Linked DNA regions of Gossypium arboreum: region 1 is linked to region 2. A link is a contact called in public Hi-C data. All regions are on one chromosome and are shown on one strand. The core of a region is the stretch at or near the end of the contact, and the rest is flanking DNA. Distances in the headings are between cores, read along the strand shown.

What was found. Hi-C and Micro-C count contacts between places; a contact is called where the count stands out from the background.
Region 1: a Hi-C map of leaf shows a contact between it and region 2, with 2.4 times the contacts expected there. The contact joins the promoter of LOC108469565 here to the promoter of LOC108469100 in region 2. A contact is called at or near these places in 2 of 5 Hi-C or Micro-C datasets (both in leaf).

The regions. Positions count from the first base shown.
Region 1 is chr11:65,858,318-65,862,216 of ASM2569848v2, reverse strand. LOC108469565 (protein CELLULOSE SYNTHASE INTERACTIVE 1) reads left to right here and starts at 2,477. Exons shown (of 8, transcript XM_017770454.2): 1 at 2,477-2,853; 2 at 3,220-3,389.
Region 2 is chr11:65,427,079-65,430,902 of ASM2569848v2, reverse strand. It overlaps LOC108469100 (fasciclin-like arabinogalactan protein 21), which reads left to right and starts at 2,299. Exons shown (of 1, transcript XM_017769989.2): 1 at 2,299-3,824. The coding sequence starts at 2,530.

The DNA.
Region 1 (3,899 bases), core at 1,228-3,727, 430 kb before region 2:
AGATTGTGTTTATTTTCTTAAGGCTTGTATCTAGTAACTATTAGGGGTTCAACATATGTGGTTGGTATTGTGGGTATGTAATTGGATTTATTTGCTTATAGGGAAATGACTAGGCAGTGTCTTCATTTTGTACTTCTGGTTGTGAGGCATGTGGTTGGGGGTTCTAGTTTGCTCTTAATTTTGCAATGATTTTCTCATTGTGTAGATTTATTTCTTATTGTTATTGATAGAGTTGTTGTTGTGTCAAGAGATGTTCTTCAAGGATTTTCATTTTCTTTTTGGATTTCTTTGAGTGATTGAGAACTAGTGTTGGTGTTTTGAGAGGTTTAATCCTTAAGGAAAGAGTAAGGGTGGGTTTGGGAGGGATATGGCTACTGGTTTGGATAAGCAACATAGTACCTAGGTGGTGAGTGGTTTGAGTACGCCATGTAGTAAGGATAATATGGGTTATAAGGGTTGTACAGATCGTAATGATGACTTGTGTGAGATTAAGGCTATGATTGTTGATAGGATAATCAAGTTTGGTCTAGGGTTGTTTGAGTTTGAGGTAGAGGTTGTAGATTCAACCTTTGATGTTCTTTTTTGTTGGTAAGGATATCATAGTTGGAATAAGTCATGTTGTCTATGCTTACTGAACCAATTGTTTATGAATGAAATTGGAGGGGGTTAGATAGATTATTCACCTAGCGGGCCAATTGCCGTAAGAGATATTCTAAGAGATGGAAGAGCTTAGTGTTGTTGGAAAACATGGAGAGATTGGTTGGTGGAGTTGTTGTCTTGACTCCGCTGACTTTGGACATGTATTTAATGGAGATGTTCATAGGCTACTTATCACTCTTAATTGGTAGCCTATCACTTGAGTCGCATAATGTAAATATCTTTTTTTAATAAACTCATTATAGGTTCTAATTTTTTTTTGGCACAATAAATTGAACTACCCATAGCCCATCCTTAACGCATAAATGGGAGGATAATGTGCTTTAGCGCAATCGAACCCATAACTTCATGTATTGACAATAATATTTATATCAATTAAGTTAACAATCAATCGACACGTAAATATATATTTTTTATTAGATGGACAATATAACTTGATGTGATGCGCTTGTAGATTGGCAAAATGGTTGAGGGTGGCTGTACTTGGTAAAGTATGTCTAACACACATAAGACAAATCCATTTTCATATATTTATCATATTTATTAATTAATTAATTTTCGAGTATTTTTCCTTTATATCATTTTAAAATTAAAAAATTATTTGTGACCATTTTCATTTTGTTCCGTAAGCCCTTTGTTTTACTTTTATCCCTTTTCTTGATTACAAGGTTAGTTCTCACGAGTCTTCCAAAAAAGAAATTTGAATTTCTCATATGATATTACTGTTTTTAGTAAATATATTCGTAAACATGATATATTATATATCTAATAAATATATATTTGATTATATTATCCAAAAATTATTTTCTGATATTTATGTTTAGATTTATACCTAAACTAGTAATATAAAAAATAGTACAATAGAATTTGCCTCTGGTGTAAAAATTAGAATCAATATGCTGAACTTAAATCAGATGAATTAATTGCAGTAGAGTAGGATTGTTCTTCCATACCCAATTGTTTAGTAAATTACTGATCAAGCCAAATGGTTTTATTTTTCCTTTAATTTTTAATCATAAATTTAAAAAAGGTTAAATATCTGACAGTCTAACTATTACTTACAAAAAAGAAAAGTTGATAAATGTGTTATTCTTTTATTGTTTTTATTCAATAATATATAAAAAGAAAAGTAAGCAGGAAAGGGTATATTGGTAATTGGAATAAAATTTCTGCTGTGGTAGTAACAGAATAACAAGGAATATTATTAGGAACAAATTAATAATAATTATAATTAGGTGTATCTTACTGTTTACCAATAAGACAATGAATATTTTGGAAAAGAAAAACAACAACAAACCAATGAATATCCATTTCCAGCCAACTAAGAGAGAGAAAAAGATGCTGGCTTACCTACTTGGCCGCTTGGGTTGCTTAAACTGAAGCTGCATGGTTTTCTTATTATCTTTTTCATTTTAAAATAATATTTTAAAGTTTTTATCTTAAACAATTAAAATTTAATAACAATAAAATATAACATAAGTAACACATTTAAAAATTTTATGCAATACAAATTATTATACTACCAAATTAATAAATATATAAATATTTTAAATAGGTTTACTGCATTAATATATATAAATTATTGAAAATTTTATTTAAAAAATTAATTATAAACTGAACCTATTTTTTTTTTTTGTAAAATCATGATTTACACTCAAATTATTATTGAGAAAGATGAATACCCAATCAATAAACCATAATTTAAAATTTTATAGGTACTTTTATTCTTTTAATTTTGATAATTAAAATCTATTCAACTTTAATTATTAAATAAAAATTAAAAATTAAAAGTAGAATAATTATAAAATGGGAGATAAGTATACCTTTTTTTTAAAAAAAAACTCTTTAGAGTTTAGAAGAGAAGAAGCTGAGCCGAGAAGCAGAGCTTTCAAGTTGTCGGTGGTCCAGTGAAAGCGTCGGCTGTGTGAGCTGTGAGTGAACTGAAAACAAAACACAACCTCCGCTCTTTTTTCTTTTCACAGAAAAAAAATAAATTAAAAACGAAAAACAGAAAGACAAGAAGAAGTAGAAGAAGCATTACCCAAAAAAAAAAAAAAAAAAGGAAAATCAATTTCTCTCTCTCTCCGTCTTTAATATCTCTCTCATCGTTGGCTTCTCTTCTACGAAATTGATAGATAGAAGCACTCCAAATCAAGGAGACTAAGCTCATTCTTCCTTCATTTCTCTCTCTTGAAGGTTTGCCTTCACTTTCTCTTTCTTTTTTCCATCTACATTTCTATTTTCATCATTCGGTGTCGTTTCTTCCAAATCTAAGCTCCTCATTTTTTTCTCCTTTAATCCCTCTTCGATCTGCTATCTACTGACTTTCAATTTGGTAAAATTTCAGTTGATTTTAATGGAAAATGATACAAAATCAGTGCGATGGAAATGTGATCTTTTGCTCTACCCCTTTTTGAACTTTCAGTTTACTAGTATTAGATGTATTGGTTTATTGTTCTTTTGAAGTCGAATGTTTTGTTGAATTATCATGATTTTTGCTTGATCTGGACTTTTTTTTATTTAGAAATTCGTATTTAACTTATTTCTTTTACTTTTTGGCAGGGGATTTTAATGTTTTGACGACGCGTAGCGGCTGGATCTGACAAGGGGCTAAGGTTTATTATTTTTTCTTTCAAGATTCAGCGAATTTTGCAATAAAAGCAAAGCTGGCGGCGACAGTGTCTTGGAGGTTCGCTGCCAACAATGGCAGCGGCCTTGCTGCTAATGATGTGGTGTGTTTCTAAATTTTCATGCTTAATTTTGGGATGATTTAAAGGATATGGTTTGTGAATGTATTGATATGATACATTTATGAAGTTTAAGGTGGTTGATGTGTTTTGATCTCATTTTCATCATTGTTAATAAATAAATGCGTCCTTTTAGTAGAATTTGTTTTCTATAAGATTGGAGAATGATTGCTTCTTTCCTTCGACATGGAAATGCGGTCTAACAATGATGAAACCTAAAATAGATTTGGATTTGGACACTCGGAAATTTTATTGCCAATTTGTTGGCTGAAGATCACTTCTATTTGAAATTTATCAAGAGCCACTTATTCCGAAAATTAATATGTGATTTTCAAATATACGTTCTTCAAAATAATATACTTTGAGGTGAAGGTGTCATTAATATGCATTAATGCTACACCTACCGGTTCATTTCATTTCTCTAAAAGTTTGCCATTAGCAATGGAGTTTAGTTCAAAGACATATGCTGAGCAACAATATGACAATGTGTATTCT
Region 2 (3,824 bases), core at 1,050-3,549:
ATTGATTAAATCTTTTTGAAATTTTGATTAACCGTTGATTCAATTCAAAATCAGGTAATTAACTGAATTAACCAAAATTATTATAAACCCATTATATTAGATAGGTCCAATATATTATGTAAACCCAAAATATAAAAATTAAAGAATGAATTTAAAATTAATTAGATTTATACAAATTATTATAGTGGGCTTAAAATCATAATAGAATTATATATATTTAAACTAAAAAATAAAAGTATAATAAAAAAATAAAAGAAAGAACCCTATTTTTTTTCTTTCCAGAGTCAAACTCATAATATCTTCTATTCTTCTCGACTTCTTTGAATTTTTTTTCAAACTCTTTTTTTCATTTCACTACTCAAGTCTTAAGCTTTCTTATTTTTAATGTAGTGTTTGTTATAATAATTTTAAATTAGTATTGTTATTGTGTTATTTATTATTTTGGCTTCTTCTTCTTTTTTTTAATTAAAAGCAAAGAAAAATAACATTGCAATGGTATGTTTTCATCTTCCTAATTTATTTGAACAAAAAAAATGTAAAAATTTAGATTAATTTAATTAGCCGTCCAAATTAATCGAAATTATGTTGGCCAGTTAAAAAATTTTGAAAAAGTTTCGATTCGGTTAATGTTAAGATTTTTATGATTTCGATTAATTCGATTAATGATAATTTAATTCGAATATTAATTAAACTGACCGTTTGAATACCCCTAAAAATATATATACTCATTGCAACATTTTGGATCCATTAAACCATCTAACACGTCATTAATGCAAATTATATGATCACAATCTCTAATTTTTTTAGACATGTTTCAAAATTAGATATTAACAGTATCACCCAAGATTTAAACTTACAATCTAAATTTTGAACTCATATATAGTTTATCAAAGACCGAACCAATAACCTAACCCTAATACTAATGCAATATTATGCAAACAACAAATGAGCATTTGCGAAATTAAGAAATTAACTTACATGATCATTGTTGGATGATCTGATATACTGATCAAAATGAAATCATAAAATCAAAATCGTCTTTCCTTAAAATAAAAAAATAAAAAAAAAAAAGAAGAGAGAGACAGAGAGTTTTTTTTTCTTCTTATTTTTCCACCAACCTCATATTGGTAAAATGAAAGCCAAAAAGTTGGATAATGTTAAATTTATTGTAAATGGGTGTTGGTAATTTCAAATTACTATATAATAGAATCGAATTAATATAAAATACAAAGGAAAAAAAATATAAACATAGTCGAACAAAATTCACATAGAACATGATAAAATTAGAGATTTATAAGACCCAAGCCTGAATAATACGTCTTAGCTTTTATCAACAATACTAAAGCATGATTGAGGAATATTAATTTCATACATTATTGTTGATTTTTGTTTTTCATTACAACTTCAAATATTAATTTATTTTTCACTACGTCACCATTTCTCTAAATTTGAGAAAGAATTAAGTCTAAATTCTATAAATAATAACTCATTTATTGATTAAACTTGATAAGATCTTACAATTTTCTTTTGTTAGAAAAAAGTTGAAATAAATATTTGCAGGCTTGTGAACTGTGAGTAGGGAGGTAAAAAAAAAATCCTGAATATGATGGGCTCCAACTCGACTTAATCTTTAGGGTTGAATTTTATTTTAAAAATTGTTTTCGAGTTGAGTTAAATTAAAATAATAATTAGATCAGTTTTAGATGTGAGGTAAATCTGCTCTGCTTGTCTCATGATATTGATAAAGATACTCTTGATATATATAAATATATATTAAAAATTTCTTTTAATAAATAATAAAATATAAATAAATAATATATTACGTTTTAAATTTAAACATAAAAAAACCTTATTTGCAGAAAAACAATTAGAAATGTAATTTTATTTATTTTAAAATAAAAATAAAAAATTGAATGGGGTTAGATTAGAGTTGAAATTGAATCTTTGAATAAATTGTGAATTCGTGTTAAAACAAATAATTTTTTAAGAGTGAGGATTGAATGGAGTTGGAGAAAGATTGCCCACCGGCTGCAATCCATACTAGGTAGCGCAGCAAAAGATATTTAATTTTTATAATTAAGATTTTAAATTTTAGAAACACGTGTTACAGTGGGGCAATTTGGGCATTTGATTAAAGTAGGATGCTGAAAATGAAATACAACAGTGAGTAACTGGGAATCAGCATAGCAAGTTTTGGACCGTCCGATCAGCAGAAATGAATTGATGACGAATTTAGAAACGCTGACACTCCTTATAACCGAGTGTGAGGATGTACTTAAACAACTCGTAAATGAATCTGAAAACGCACCCAAAAGTAGTTTCTTGGTTCCCGCCAAAAAAAAAACAGAAATCATAAAATTTATTTGAAGGACACTCCTAACAAACCCCCTAAAACCGTTGGTGTCAGCCTCTTCATTTCCCAATTCCCACGCGCCTCCCTTATAAATAAATATCCATCCACTTTCGCTATCTCTCTATCATTTTCCTACTCTTTCCAAGAATCCTCCAAACAAACTCCCTCTCTGAAAAATGGCTGTTCCCTCTCTCACTCTCATCATCGTCCTCGCTCTCTCCTTCCTCTCCGTCTCCCACACCACTTTCGACCAATTTCTCACCTCCACCTCCACCGCTTCCACTGCCACCATCAGCGCTCCACAACAATCACCCTTCTTCACAATCTCACCTTCGCCTCAACCACCTCAAGATCACGCCGACCACGCGTTCCTCCCCCACACTTCACTCCTTGCACCAATCCTGTCTCATCTCGGCTTCAACGAGCTAGCCACCGCCGCTCCCTCCCTCTTCAGTGACTCTACCTCCGCCGCTGCTTGGTCTGGTCCGTACACTATCTTTGCTCCCTCTGATTCCTCTGTCCGCTCGTGTGCTTCTTGCTCTACTCCTTCCCTCCTCCGTGAACACATGGTTCCTGGCCTCTTCACCAACGATTACCTCCAGAAACTCACCTTCGGTACCAAAGTCGAAACTCTCAGCCCCGGCCGTTGCTTAACCGTTACCTCCACCGCTAACAACCAGAAAAACTTCACCGTTCACAAGATCTTTATCGGCGGAGTTGAAATCACTCAGCCAGATCTGTTCAACAACGGTCTACTCATTATCCACGGCCTTCAAGGCTACATCTCACCTCTTTCGCCTTTCTCTTGTGACGTAGAACGGATGACGTCACTCTCTTTCCCGTTCCACCACGGCCAGAGCCAAAACAACCAATTTAAGCAGCAACAGAATGTGGCTCTGATGCGATTCATGCTTCGAGACGCCATGCTACGGCTGAGAAATAACGGCTTCTCCGTTCTCTCACTCGCTATGAAAGTCAAGTATGCCGAACTCATTCCTCTCATCAATGTCACGATCTTTGGTCTTGATGATGTGTCCATCTTCTCCGGTTCGTACGCTTACATCCACAGTGTAAGATTCCATATGGTGCCAAATCAGTTTTTGACTGTTGCGGATCTGGAGAGACTTCCAGTGGGGACCACTCTGCCGACATTGGACAGAGGGCAGAGTTTGGTGGTGACGACGGCGGGAGAAGGCATTACGAAGAATCAATTGAGGATCAACTATGTGGCGATTAAGGTTGCTGATATGATAAGGAATTTGAATGTTATAGTACATAGCATTTACCTGCCATTCCCACATCTTCATCCTATGGCGGCGGTGACTGATGCCATTTTAGGTGGAGATCAGACGTCGACGGTGGGAGGAACAAATGGGGATTGTGAAGCTTCGAATGAGCAAGGCCAAGGCAATTGTGGAATGAGCCAGGTGAATCAGGTGGCGACTCAGCTCAAGCCCCACATGCTGGAACT